Regions from separate parts of the Mus musculus genome. Here all the other regions are linked to region 2. Evidence: chromatin contacts called from public promoter capture Hi-C data. All regions are on one chromosome and are shown on one strand. Each heading gives the region's core, a stretch centred on a gene start, on an enhancer-like site or on the middle of the called end of the contact. The rest is flanking DNA. Distances are from core to core; before and after follow the strand shown. Region 1 holds the start of Yme1l1 (YME1-like 1 (S. cerevisiae)). Region 2 holds the start of Tubb4b (tubulin, beta 4B class IVB). Region 3 holds the start of Acbd5 (acyl-Coenzyme A binding domain containing 5).

Region 1 (5,124 bases), core at 872-3,371, 2.1 Mb after region 2:
GGTGGAAGGCGATTAGCTAGGAAGAATAGCACAGAACTACAAACTGCTCTGTGCTACATGGGGTTGTACAAAACCCACAATAAGCAAGTATATAAGCCATGGAAATCCAGTCTTTACGCCACCAGAGTGGGTTTCCCCCTTGTTCTTTTGCTCTTCTACCATGTTATGCTGTCTACCTCATGATGGTATACTATTCACCATGCTTTCTTCATATAAATTAATATTATATTCAACAGTCTCTATCAGACATCTTTAATTACTAAAACTTCTCCAGACACTGTCATCCTAAAAAAACAGCATTTTCTTGTATCAAGCTGACCAACACAGAAATATCACTTTCCACCATCTCTCCCACTTACACTGAGTGAAATTCTATTACTTCTTTTCTTCTCTACTTTAATTTTTGTGAGACAGGTTGGCTGCCAAATCCTAATCCTCTTGACCCTCTCACCAAGTCTGGAATTAGAGGTGCCACACTAGACAAAGCAATTTCTTTTCCATAATTACTGAATGCCTTTCCTGTGTCAGAGCAACAGCATCCTTAAATCTACAACACTTACACTTTTGCCCTTTCATATTCTCCACACAAGAAGCCAGAGCAAGCCTCCAAATGACAACCTGGTCACAGAAATCAAATGAATCGAACTCTGTAACTGCCTCAAGGCTTCTCTCCAACCTCCCTTTAGCCACTCTGTTCTTGCCACATGGGCCTGACTTTTGTTCCTCACAGGATTTTATATTTATATTTTTCTGTCTGCCTGAAATTCCCGTTTATTTATTTATTTATTTACTTATGGTTTTTCGAGACAGGGTTTCTCTGTGTAGCCCTGACTGTCCTGGAACTTACTTTGTAGACCAAGCTGGCCTTGAACTCAGAGATCCGCCTGCCTCTGCCTCCCAAGTGCTGGAATTAAAGGCGTGCGCCACCACGCCCGGCGAAATATCCGTTTATTGTTCATCTTTATTTCCAGTGACTAGGAGAAATCTACATTTGCTTGGTTCGCTTGCTGCCTAAGTAGCAGCTAAGCAATTCCTTTCTCCATTAGTCTACCAATTCCATAGGAACACAAAAAGAGGCAGGTAGTAAGATGTAACGAACATTTGGGGGGGCAGTCTTTTGAGACAAGTCTCACTATGTAACATCTCTAGATTCTCTGCCTGCCTCCCAAGGAATAATCCTCAAGACAAGTTGATGGTGCATCTGGTGTGATGGTGGTGGGAGCCATGATCCCAACACTTAGGAGGCCAGCCTGGACATAATAAGGACTAGGACAGCAAAGATAGACAATGAAACCTCGCCTCAAAAAATAAAATATAATTAATTAATTAATTAAACATTGTTAACACCTTCCCCCCCAAAAAGAAAACAAATTTTAATGAAACAAGGAAAAATTAACATAATTTGGGTCCTGATTTTTTAAAAAATGTTTAAAATTTAATTGCAAGAATCTAATGATTCAAAAATGTGCACAAGTTAATTCTACCCAGAAAGAAAGAAATTGTGATGCTATTCGAATTATTAGAGTATGTTTGAACTAAATTCGGCTTGAAAGGAAAAAAGGGTAATCAGAAATAGATGGATGGAAAGAACACTGTCTTCTTTACCTTTCTCGCAGATTTCACAAATCCCCATCTCAGACTGTCCAACCCTAAACAGTCCCTGAATTGTCAACAGAAATTCTGTGCAAGCCAGTGGATACGCTATGTGATGTTCACCACGGTTAGTGTCAGGTCATAGTCTCAGCACTGTCCCCTGATCTCCTTTTCAGCCTGCGACTCAAACAGGGTTCGTCGCTTCCCTCACTAATTTTGCTTCAGAAACACCGATTCTACTACAGCATCCGGGGAAAAGTCGCAAAAGGGACGCAGGAAAACGCCTGAATGCTGGGCTCACCTGAGGCTGCACAGTGCTCGACAGGGAGAACATCTCCGGGCCCTCGAGATCTTACCGGCCAGCCGAAACTGCTTCTTAGCTTCAGCTCCGAGGAAAGGGGCTGAGCCCTTTTATTTTCTCTTTATTTCTCTTTGCTTTTCTCCCAGTTTCTCCCTTACTCCTCCCAGAAACGAAAAAATGGCTTCCCCTCCCGACAGCTGCTACGACGACATCTGCCCCGGAAGACCATAGGTACAGTGCTTCCGGAGCAAGCCTCCGCGTTCACCCCGCCCCCGCCCGTCAGCGCTCCGCCTCTTCCGGGGACTCTGTCACTTTGGGGTGGTTTTTCGAGGTTCCTATCACCACCTCCACAATAAATTGGATGTTCTTCTAGTCGCTCCTACTCTGTTTCTGAATTCAGTACGCGGTCAAACGCACTTAACGCTCACCCAGGCTCTCCACATTCTGTGGCTTCGCTAGCTTCCACACATCATCCCTAGCCATTGCTTTACTTAACAGTCGGCCTGGCTTCTAGCTCATGCGGAGGGAGGGAGAACTGCAGATCTTGACTGAGACTCGGAAGGACCCCACCAGACTACATAAAGTCTTAGTCCCTTGCTCATTGGCCAGAATGCACTGCCTCGTCACAAAAACAGCCCGTGTATCCGCGGCTGAGCCCCGCCCAGCGCCCCTTCCGGCAGCGCCGCCGGCTCCGCCTAGCGCTCCGCAGACTGCGCCCAGCAGTGCCGCCGGCCCCCACCCGTCGATGCCTGCTTACAGGGAGCCGGCAGAGCGCAGACGCGCGGTGACGTCACGGGAGGCGTCCGGCGTAGGCGAAACCTTTTGAATCTAGCTGGCGGGAGTTGCTGCTGCAGGGCGAGCTGTGCAGCAATGGAGTCCGCCTCGGCAAGTGAGGAGAATGAAGGAGGTGCGGCGATAGAGGAGTGCGTGAGTAGGATCCCGGTACCAAGACCACCCTCCATTGAGGAGTTCACCATAGTGAAGCCCATTAGCCGTGGTGCATTCGGGAAAGTGTACCTGGGACAGAAAGGCGGCAAGTTGTACGCAGTGAAGGTAGGCAGTCAGAAGCGAGAAGGTCTTAAATGGTCCTCCCTCGCGGACCTCCCTTTTGAGTTGTTGAACAAACTCTGGAGCTGCTGTACCACTAGCCTGGAATGCCCGGCTTACAGAAGCCTGCACAGTCCTGCTTGTTGACTGTGGGCGTTTAGGCAGACTGCAGTGAGCAGGTGTCTGTCCTTTCCCTTGCCCTGCCCTTCTCTGTATACTGAGAATCATTAACCCAGTGAAAATAGCAAAACTTACCCAACTGTGCCCTGGCCATTGTTAACAAATGAGAAAACTGCGACTGAAGGCAGAGGCTTGAAGCCACACCCATGACTCCTGAGTCATGTTTCAAATCAAAACGGCCTTAAGTACTTGTTGGTTATGTTTTCCTTGTTTGACATACATAATAGCCGAAATCTTGCTATCACAAACAAGATTGGTTTGTAGACAGTTCAAATCTCACTCTTACCAAAAGGAAGCTGCATTATATTCGAATTTTCTGTGACACAATTTATATTGTGAAAGTTTTTAATTGTAGTATTATTTATTTAAAGTATCACCGGGATTGTGAGTTTGTTTTGCTTTTTTACTAACTTGAGCTTCACCTGGATTAACTTCGGTACTTTGATTACGTTTGTAATGGTCACTTTCCGATGATGCTTTAATTCCAGCTCTTTGATAAGCAGGAGCAAGTGATGCAAAACCAAAATTTTTGCTTCTCAAGATTTCCATCGTGATACGTAAGCTGTAAGTTCATTTATTATAGAGCAAGTAGAAAGAAATGTGTCCTAAATCAAGCGTTTCTTATCTATATGTGATCGTAAAAACAGTCAGTGTTCACTTAAAATTGTTCTGTCCACCCTAGCTTCTCATTACTACTTTGTAATGAGAACATTACATTGTAAACATGACAAAGGAGGCTACTGGCTGGCTCAGATTCCTGGTACCCAGTGCTTGGAGACTAGCACACAGTTAAGATAAGCAGCCCCTTCACCTGACTACCTAAATGACCTCTTCCTTTGCTTCTTTCCCTTTAATAGTACCAATGTCACCTCTACCCTTCAGGCTAGAAACTTGAGTTGCCCTTATATATTTCATCAATACACCACATACCCTTTGTTCCTGTTGTCCCTCTGGAAAAAAATGTTTTGTTTTTGTTTTGTTTTGCTTTTTTCATTCACAAGTGGATTTCTCCCCACTTACTTGTTCAGTGATGACTTTTGTAAATTAAATAGTATTGAAAACCAGTTTTAGGGGCTGGTGAGATGGCTCAGTGGTTAAGAGCGCCGACTGCTCTTCCAAAGGTCCTGAGTTCAAATCCCAGCAACCACATGGTGGCTCACAACCAGCCTAAACGAAATCTGATGCCCTCTTCTGGAGTGTCTGAAGACAGCTACAGTGTACTTACATATAATAAATAAATGAATTTTTTAAAAAAAAAAAACAGTTTTAAGGAATAGTTCCATAGCCCAAAAAATTACCTTTTTGCCTATTCACAGTACCTCTTCCCTTAATATGTCAGCAGGTAACTACTATCCCTCTTCTCTCTGTTTTCTGTCTCTCTTTGACAGTCCCAAATAGCCTCAGACATATGATGGAACTGAGCATGACAAGCCTTAAATTACTGATACGTATGGCTCCATCCCCTAAGTGAAGCGACTACAGGCATGTACCAACAAGCCCTATGTACCAACTCACCTTCTATCTCTGCAAGATTGCCTTTTCTGGATAGTTCACATAAATGGAATCATACAATGTATGGTCTTTGATGTCTTCTTCTTCTTCTCTTCCTCTTCCTCTCCTTCCTCTTCCTCCTCCTCCTCCTCCTCCTTTTTCATTTGCCTGGTGGTTTGAGGCTCATCGGCTTGAATTTCTGTACTTAGTTGGTTGGAGTAGTTTCCTAACTAGAATCATTAACTTTACTTTAATCCATTCTTTAGGTTGCAGTTTGCAGGCCAAAATCCAGGGTCCTTAAAAATTCAGTCAGATTCCCAATTTTTGGCCCTTGATCTCTACTTTATCTTCCACCTAACCTATATTAAAGCAACATCCAGGCAACTAACTGGTCCCTCAAAGCCATGACTTATTTCCACACCTCAGGACTTAAGTTTATCCTGCTTCCTTCTTAACTGCTTTTGTTCTACCTTTCTAGGCTTTTCAGCCATTGTTTTGTTTTGAGGTTTACT
Region 2 (4,588 bases), core at 1,284-3,783:
CTCTGATGTTCTAGAGGAGGGGCAGAGCCAGGCTGCGTCTCTGGAAGACCCACTGTGGGAGTCAGTGAGACCTAGTCCACAGGGGAAGCACCTTGGCACCTCTCCTTCCGGGGTGAGGGGAGGCCTTTCACAAAAGCTGACTACAGGGTCCTTTAAGGCCACAGAGACTGTCTGCCTGCTGCTCCTGCCTGGCAGTAATGCACCCTCCCAGTGGGACCATGGCCACCAGTAAACAGAGCCTTCCTTGTGCGGCCTCCAACAGCTGCAGACTGGGCTGGGAGGGCAGGCACCCGATGCTCCCACAGCCCGTTCTGCCTTGCTTCTCTGCTCCTCTGGCCAGCTCTATGCACACCCTCTCATGCTATAGGTTCCAGGACCTCTTGATATACTGGGTCTCCTTTGCCTACTGGCACAGGGGAACTCTTGATTCATAGTAAAGACCTAGAGTGTCTTCCCCTGCCAGCTGTGGGCAGCCACTGTCCTTGGTGGGCTTTTGCTATGTTGTTTGTATTTACTGCCCAGCTTGGGACCCAAACATCTCCAAGACACCCAGGAAGCTCTTTGTGTTAAAATACCGAACTTCTGCTTCCTTCTCAGGTGTGTGCTATGAGATTCTAATAGTTGACATCTTGGCACCTAAGCTACTCTGTAGAGTCCAGGATCTTTAACTCAGAAGATATTTCTAGGTACTGAGATAACCTTCAGCATGCCAAAAAGTGACCTGGTACCTTACATACATTTAAACCTCCTGAGGTATGTATGGGTCCTGTCAGTGTGGTCACAGAACTCAGCCCCCCCTTCCTGATCTACCCTTCTGGGAAAGGACAAGACAGTCAGATCTTTCTGGAGATCCTGGTCAGTATAGTAAATATGAACACTAGGACTGCGGTTTTTTTTTTTTTGTTTTTGTTTTTGTTTTTGTTTTTTTGAGACAGGGTTTCTCTGTGTAGCCCTGGCTGTCCTGGAACTCACTCTGTAGACGAGGTTGGTCCCAAACTCAGAAATCCACCTGCTTCTGCCTCCGAGTGCTGGGATTAAAGGCATGCGCCACCACTGCCCGGCAGGACTGCATTTTGTATATAGCGACAGAATGCCACTGCTCAGGATACAGGACTCTGCTTGTCCTGGTGGGGTTTTTTCCTGTGACATGGTTGGTAGGTACTTGGATACCACAACCAACAGGGATTGCCTAACACCCTTAGTTTTGAAGGTAGTTCATTCCAAAAGCCAGAAGTGGCTAGACTGAGACAGACCCATTGTATAATATTCCTTTAAAAAGTTACACATCAGACATGAAGACTAAGAACTGTAGTCCTTGCATTCTGGAGGCTAAGGCAGAATTCCAGGTTACAGGCCAGACGACTCTGTCTCATAAGCAATGGCGTAGAGAAATTACCAACTAGACCATTTTGTGGGCAGAAAGATATTGGGGATCAAAATGCCAAGGTGGGGGGAGCAAATGGAGAAAAAGGATTGTTTCAGAACTACTTGCCTTCGAGAGGTAGCTGACTTGGGAGGGAAGGTTAAAGTTAAGGTGAACAGAAATCACTTTAAGAGACCTGCTCTTCTGGTAAACAGAAACTTTTAAGCTTGTTTACCTGGTCAAGTCCTGTTTAGGACAATGTCAGCACTACCATTTTGGGGGTAGGGGTGCTTTGGACCTGACCCTGAAAAAAAAAAAAAGAAATATGTACATGTATTGCTCTCCATTACAGGACAGGGACTTGCACACGTTTGTTTGTTTGTTTTTCCCTCTAACAGTCATGGCCAGGCATGCCCAGCCCTGTAGTCTCCATGCAGCTCTGTGCGCACTTGGAACTCAGGCTCCAAGGAAACCGGCTCTTGGCCAGCAAGTTTCCACAACATCTAGGGAGGCCGAAGGGGCGGAGGGATGGCCCTCCCAGGGGTGGGGTGGGGAGGGGAAGAGAGAAGGGGGGGGGGGAGAGGGGAGGGGGGAGAGAGAGAGAGACAGATAGAGACAGAGGACCCCGCGCCTGCCCAGTGCGTCCCGGAAGGGCCCGGCGCCTCATCCAGAGCCTATTATTGTTAGCGTTTCAATTCGCCTCAGCTTGAGGCTTGCAAGGTGTGTTCCGGATCGACAATGCCTGCCCGCGTCTCCTTTCTCTCCCCGCAGCAGCTGCCAGACCTACCAAGCCGCCCGAGCCCACAAAGCTCTGAAAAGTCGCCCCCTCCCTTTCAGCCGGAAGCTGGCTTTCCACGTCCCACCCGCGCGCTGCACTGCGGCGGTTACCAGGACGCCAAAACAGCGCAGCCAATAGTGTCAGGCTCTCGGAGTGCTCCCAGGAGGCAGCCAATGGAAGTGCAAATCAATCATTTGAAACACCCAATGGATTGAGCACTGCGGCGCCAGGGCGGGGATTGTGATAGGGGGAGCCGTAGGCAAGCGTGACCAATAATGAGAGTATATTGTTGGGAAGGCGGGCCCCAGACCGCTCGATTGACGGAAATGTAGCCAATCAGACAAGGATAATTCGTGGCCTCGTTCTGAAAGCCCAATCCTGTGCTGACGAGGGCGGGTCATAAGAGGTATATAAATGTTGGCAGAGCGTCGGTTGTAGCACTCTGTGCGCCTGCTCCTCCCGAAGTGCTCCTCTTCTACAGCTGTTCCGCAGTCGCCGCCGCCATGAGGGAGATCGTGCACCTGCAGGCTGGGCAGTGCGGCAACCAGATTGGCGCCAAGGTAGGAGGCTAGGTTTCTGCGAGCCAGACGCCACTGGGACAGCCAGCCGGGGAAGATGGCGGAAGCGGCCCGGAGCGTCGCCCTTCATTGCGTCCTGGATACCGGCGTACGCTGGGCCGAGACGTAGCGCCGGTGGCTGGTGTCGGTGGGGCGGACGGTGCGCGGCCCTTAGGGATTCGTCGCCCTGGCGCTCCTGAGACTGGAGGGAGGGGGAGGGCCTGCCGCACCCATCCGGGGCGGGGCTGCCTTGGAGCGCACCGGCCGGCCGGCGTGACTCAGCTAACGCCCGACTCCCTTGCAGTTCTGGGAGGTAATCAGCGACGAGCATGGCATTGATCCCACTGGCACTTACCACGGAGATAGCGACCTCCAGCTGGAGCGCATCAACGTGTACTACAACGAAGCCACCGGTAAGGCTCCTCTACCCCATCCATCCTCCTCACCACCCTTCCAGTTTGAGCACACTTGACGTCCCCCTGTCCCAACCAGGTGGCAAGTATGTGCCCCGCGCCGTGCTCGTGGACTTGGAGCCCGGCACCATGGACTCGGTGCGTTCAGGGCCCTTCGGGCAGATCTTCAGACCTGATAACTTCGTCTTTGGTGAGTGTGGTGGAGGTGTGGACGGGCTTGCTACCCATGAGGCTCAAAGGTCAAGGGGCTGACCTAAAGTTCTTCCTTAATAGCCACCAGGTGTACACTTTCTTGCCCTCTGAGTCACTCAATCCCTTGGCCGAAAGCAGCTTTAGGAGGAAGGTCCAACTGACTGCGGGTAGATTAGTTGCTAGTAGAGAGTATGAGAAGACCTGACCTAGTGGCAGGGGCCCTGTACTCTCCTTGAACATTGGCAGGGGTGCCTTTGGAAGTATTTACTGTCTTAGCTCTAGTGTGTTCTGTACATCTCCGTCTGGTCTCCCCCACCCCCCATCCCCAATCTATGTATCCCTGCCTGGCCTCTTTAACTGTAGACCAGGCTGACCTTAAACTCAGAACTACCTGCCTACCAAGTGCTGGGATTAAAAGCTTGTGCCATTATGCACAGCACCCCCTCTCCCCTTTTTTTTAACATGGCAGATTGTTTTGGGTCTGTACACTTTATTCAGTGTCACCTCATGTCATTTGGCCCCTTGGGCACATACTTAGTGTGACCTACTGTTTTCTCTTACAGGTCAGAGTGGGGCTGGGAACAACTGGGCCAAGGGGCACTACACAGAAGGTGCAGAGCTGGTTGACTCGGTGTTGGACGTTGTGAGAAAGGAAGCTGAGAGCTGTGACTGCCTGCAGGGCTTCCAGCTGACCCACTCCCTGGGTGGGGGGACTGGGTCTGGGATGGGTACCCTCCTTATCAGCAAGATCCGGGAGGAGTACCCAGACAGAATCATGAACACCTTCAGTGTGGTACCTTCCCCCAAGGTGTCGGACACAGTGGTTGAGCCCTACAATGCCACCCTTTCAGTCCACCAGCTGGTTGAAAACACAGATGAGACCTATTGTATTGATAATGAAGCACTTTATGACATCTGCTTCAGAACCCTAAAGCTGACCACACCCACTTACGGTGACCTGAACCATCTAGTGTCCGCCACCATGAGTGGGGTAACCACTTGCCTGCGATTCCCTGGCCAGCTAAATGCTGACCTGCGGAAACTGGCTGTAAATATGGTGCCCTTCCCTCGCCTGCACTTCTTCATGCCTGGCTTTGCCCCCTTGACCAGCCGGGGCAGCCAGCAGTACCGTGCCCTGACAGTTCCTGAGCTCACCCAGCAGATGTTTGATGCCAAGAACATGATGGCTGCCTGTGATCCAAGACATGGGCGCTACTTGACTGTGGCTGCCGTGTTCAGGGGCCGCATGTCTATGAAGGAGGTGGACGAACAGATGCTTAATGTC
Region 3 (4,681 bases), core at 2,175-4,674, 2.2 Mb after region 2:
GGAATTGAACCCAGGACCTCTGGAAGAGCAGTCAGTGCTCTTAACCACTGAGCCATCTCTACAGCCCTGTAATTTTATTTTTATTTGTGCACTACGATTATAGATATGATCTACCATGCATGGCTTATACTAGTTTATTTATTTAACTGCTTATTTATTTGTATTTCTTTATTTATTGGCAGTATTGGGGACTGAAGCTTGGCCTTCAACATCCTAAGTAAGTGCATGCCAGTACTGGAGGAGGCCAGAAGAAGGCAGTGCACTCCCCAGAGCTGAAGTTATAGGTGGGATGGGCACTGGGAAATAAACTTGGGTCTTCTAAAAAGCAGCAGCACTCTTAACCAAGGAAGCACCTCCCTCACCCTCATTACTGTAAACTATAAATAAAAGTTAGGCAAAAAATAACAACAGCTTCAAGATCTCATTGCAAAATAATTCAAAGCCAACCAAATAATTTAAAATAACTCTGGAAAGACAGCATAAAGGCAGAGCACTTGCTTCGGATGTTGAAAGGCCAAGGTTCAATCCCAAATACTGCCAATAAGTAAAGAAATACAAGTGAACAAGTCACTAAATAAAGTATTACAAGCCATGCATGGTAGAGCACATCCAAAATCCTAGGACTCAGAAGCAGGAACAAGAAAATCTCCCAAATTTGAGGCCAGCTTGAGGTACACAGCAAGTTTTTGTCTAAAAAACAAAATACAAAAAAAAAAACTACAAAGATATTTAGCATCATTGTAGCAGATGTTGTTCAGATATATCAGTTAGCTTTAGGGACAGTGCATTAAGTGCTGACTAGCACACGTGCCTTTTTGTCTTTTTCCACAGGGAGGGGGGTTGTCTCTATTATTGATAGCTTCATGCCTGCTAAATGCCTACTCTGTCATCCAGCCAGGCCTGCCCCCACCCTTTTTTCTTTGAATATTAAACTCAAGGTCCCTGGCAACCTCTATCACTGAGACACAGCACACCACATCTGTTGCAAGGTCCATTTAACAAGTTTATCTTAATTTCTCAATACAAAAAAAAACAAAACAAAAACAAAAAACAAAACAAAACACCTTGGATCTTGCTTTGTAACCCAAACTGGGTAGCCTGCATTCCATTATATATAGATTTCTTAATACATAGAATATAAAATAATGAAGTAGTAAGAATAGAAAGATTGGGTCTAACATCAATTTTCAAAGATATATCAAATGCAGGGCTTAGAGAAGTGAACACACTACTTACATGAAATTCTGAAATCATACCTTCCTATAAATACTCCTAGTGGAACATTTAAAAAATCTCCATATCTGGAGCTGGAGAGGTGGCTCAAGTGTTAAGAGCACTAGCCACTCTTCCAAAGGACCTGCGTTCAAATCTCAGCGCCCACATAACAGTTCATGATCATAACTGTAACTCCAGTTCCAGGGGATCGGACATTCTCACACAGACATACTTGGGGGCAGAACACCAATGTAAATAAAATTTAAAACAATTTTTTTAGTAAATGTCTAATTGAGTTCTTATGCTATTTTCTTTTTTGTTTTTTGAGACAGGTTCTCATTATCCAGATCAGACTGGCCTTGAACTCGTAAGATCCAACTGCCTTTGCCTCTGGAGTCCTGAGATTAAAGGCATCCATCACCACACTGGTCTTATTACTCCTTCCTTCCTTCAGCTTATTTGGACTTACCCTTTAGTCTTCACTGTGTTCTCCTCCAATACAAAGTGAAACATAGACAACACCATGGAGCCTAGAGCTTCTACACAGTAAGCAAGTGATCCACTGCCAAATCAAAGCTCCAGCCCTCCTGATCCTCCAAGAAAGCTGGCATCGCAAAGCAGCCTGTGCCACTGATTCTGAAGGTGTGCAGGAACTAAATAAGGGCTTTGTACATGCCAACACATGCCCTACAAGCTTCCAAAACTATGCCTCCGGAAAATTTCTTACTGGAATGAACTATGCTTACTACTAATTTTTTAGCCAAATGATGATACATGAAAAGTGGGAAGATAGCTGGGCAATGGTGGCACACGCCTTTAATCCCAGCACTTGGGAGGCAGAGGCAGGCGGATTTCTGAGTTCGAGACCAGCCTGGTCTACAAAGTGAGTTCCAGGACAGCCAGGGCTACACGGAGAAACCCTGTCTCGAAAAAAAAAAAAAAAAAAAAAAAAGAAAAAGAAAAGAAAAGTGGGAAGACATTAAATACTATACAAATATAGTAATGTTATGTTTGACTTGGCCTACAAATCTAGCACACACAATAAAAATGCTTAAGATAATTTTAATCTAATTTATTATGAAAAGTAAATCACAATGCAAATGGATATAAAATTTCAAAGTAAAAGTCTCTCTTCCCAAGCTTCTCTATTTAGAACACTGAAAAAAAAATTTAGTGATGGAAAAAAAAATCCTTAACACTGGTCAGACAAAATTATAAAAAGTTTTACAAGCTGTTGCCAGGATACACACAAAGAAAACCGTACCTGACACATCATAGTCAAAATAATCATTTTACACGAGAATATAGTTGTCCTTTCCTTTCCGCTTCATATCAAAGTTTCTGAAGGTTCGGATTACACTTTTGAGTTAGGTAGCACCAGACATCCCTCCCCAGTTTTTGTTTTTGTTTTTTAACTTTCCCAAATCCACAGTCATTAAGTGATAAGACTTGTTCTCAAGAATATAAACTACTTAAAACCTAGATAATACGTCGCCTTTGGCCTCAAAAATCAGCGGTAATTAATTAGCATTCAATACCATTCTTTCAATTACATTTCTTTCAATTACATTTCTTTTAATGACAGAGCGAGAGGGGGCGCTAAATAAGGTAGACTAGAAGCAGCTGGAAAAGGTCTTTTACCTAGAGCCCACTGCACATACCATTTTTCGGCAAACTCTGGATCACCTTCACGGCCGCCTCAAATCTGGTTTCATACACTGACGGTGTGTCCGCCATCTCCAGCTGCCAGCGCCGGCCTCGGTCCCAAGGTCTGTCCGCGGTAATCACACAGCAGCAGCAGCACCAGCTTCCCCAAGAGCCTGCATGAAACTGAACACCGAGCGCAGCAGCGGATTAATGACAGGAGCATAGCTGGTCAATTCCCCTTTGCCTGCCCAATCAAGGCCACATCAACTCAGGTGGCCCGGTTCCTTCCTCCTTCGTGGGGCGTGTCTAAGAGTACATCCCAGCCAACAAAAACAGCCAAACAACTCACCGCGAGGAAGAGCATCTCTAGCAGCAGGCCTTGGAGGTTGAGCCGCCCGTGATAGCGGACCCTTTCTCCCACCCGGAAGATGCCGGCCAACCAATCACACCCCCCATTCCTGAGAAGTTCTGCCGTCGGTGGGCAGCCGCCCCACAGCCCCGCCCCAGAGTCACCGGAGGACCCACTAGCCTCCGCCGCCGCGGCCGCCGTGCAGCAAACCCCACCCACCCGCTCCGCCGCGGTGACGTGCACGGGCTGCGCGTTCTCAGAGGAGGGGAAAAGAGGCTGCAAGGCGCTCCGGCTGGGGTTGGTCTGTGGAGAACCCGGTGCTTGTTTATGTTCGGGCTGAGGACAGCAAGCCTGGTGACGCGCTAGGATTCTATGCCAGGTCCTAAAGGTGGCCCCTGGATACCGCTAGTGTTTAAAGAAAAGAAAAACACAAGAGTCGGTGGTCCTCAATGCCTAGCCTCGGGGTTAAACCGGAGAAGGGAGTGAATCATAAAAGTGGCTTCAAAACTTCTTTTGACATTTACTCTCTGTGACCTAGGAGAAGGCACTTGACCTCTTCTGTGGATATACAACACGCTAAAGGGGAGAAAGGGAGGATTAAGGGCAAGGATGGAAGGGCTTAGCCCTGGCCCCCAAGTCTGGGACAGCTTTCACCGTCTGGCCCCAAGGGTGGCCGCGGAGAGAGCAAAGGTGAGCGGTGGCGGCCTGCTGCGCAACACCTCCACTACCCACTCTCCAGGCCCAGGAGACAGGCACAGCCACGTCCAGCTCCGCCGGAGGCTAGGGATGGAGATGGTCGGTGAACAACGTAATGCCCGCGTTGTAGGCACTTAGGAAGCTCCCCGCAGGCGTAGAGTGCCGTGGCCTGGAAATCTCAAGGACGCCCCGCTGGGAACGTCAGTTTTGTCGGTTTAGGATGGGTTGGGAAGATTACTCGTAAAAATCTAGTTGCGAACTATAAGTCACTCTTCCCTTGGAGCCGCGATGTCGGCATTTACCTTGATATAGCCAAATGACTGGCAAGGCCTGTCCGTTTTGTCTCGACGCCTGCCCCGCACCTTGCCCCCGCGGGCTTATGGGAACTGTAGTCCCCCGGCGCTTCCGGACACCTTCCTCTGTAGGCTGGCGTAGTCCCCCTCCGGTTCCGGTTCGGTTTTTCCTTGTAGCCCACCCTTCCTGTGTGTGGCGGAAGTTCCTTTCTTCCGGATTGCGTTTGGGGCGTCTCCGAAGTACTTCTTAAGCTTCGAGCAGAAAGGAATCCTCTGACATAGCTTGTTTATCTGGGTATTGAGAACAGTGTCGTCTGAAGAGTTCTTTCAGGGCTCATGCGGCCTGTATTCAAAAGTACCCCAGAAACAGTTCCGGACTCACTGATCGTTTAATCAAAAAGACCAAAGGCACTGGAGGAACGCAGGCTTCACTAGAGAACCGCTCCCTAGTACTTCACCGCCTTCATATGTGTGATGTTTG

Evidence for each region. Promoter capture Hi-C pulls out the DNA fragments that hold promoters and counts their contacts.
Region 1: a contact with region 2 is called in a promoter capture Hi-C map of erythroid cells, with 5 times the contacts expected there. The contact joins the promoter of Yme1l1 here to the promoter of Tubb4b in region 2. A contact is called at or near these places in 2 of 39 promoter capture datasets (erythroid cells and pre-B cells).
Region 3: a contact with region 2 is called in a promoter capture Hi-C map of pre-B cells, with 4 times the contacts expected there. The contact joins the promoter of Acbd5 here to the promoter of Tubb4b in region 2. A contact is called at or near these places in 3 of 39 promoter capture datasets (the C10 cell line, neutrophils and pre-B cells).

What each region holds. Positions count from the first base shown.
Region 1 is chr2:23,153,502-23,158,625 of GRCm38.p6, reverse strand. Yme1l1 (YME1-like 1 (S. cerevisiae)) reads right to left here and starts at 2,121. Exons shown (of 19, transcript NM_013771.5): 1 at 1,895-2,121. The coding sequence starts at 1,927. Mastl (microtubule associated serine/threonine kinase-like) reads left to right here and starts at 2,602. Exons shown (of 12, transcript NM_025979.4): 1 at 2,602-2,947. The coding sequence starts at 2,765.
Region 2 is chr2:25,222,647-25,227,234 of GRCm38.p6, reverse strand. Tubb4b (tubulin, beta 4B class IVB) reads left to right here and starts at 2,533. Exons shown (of 4, transcript NM_146116.2): 1 at 2,533-2,701; 2 at 3,003-3,111; 3 at 3,191-3,301; 4 at 3,867-4,588. The coding sequence starts at 2,645.
Region 3 is chr2:23,067,815-23,072,495 of GRCm38.p6, reverse strand. Acbd5 (acyl-Coenzyme A binding domain containing 5) reads right to left here and starts at 3,424. Exons shown (of 14, transcript NM_001355637.1): 1 at 3,212-3,424; 2 at 2,877-3,045. The coding sequence starts at 3,226.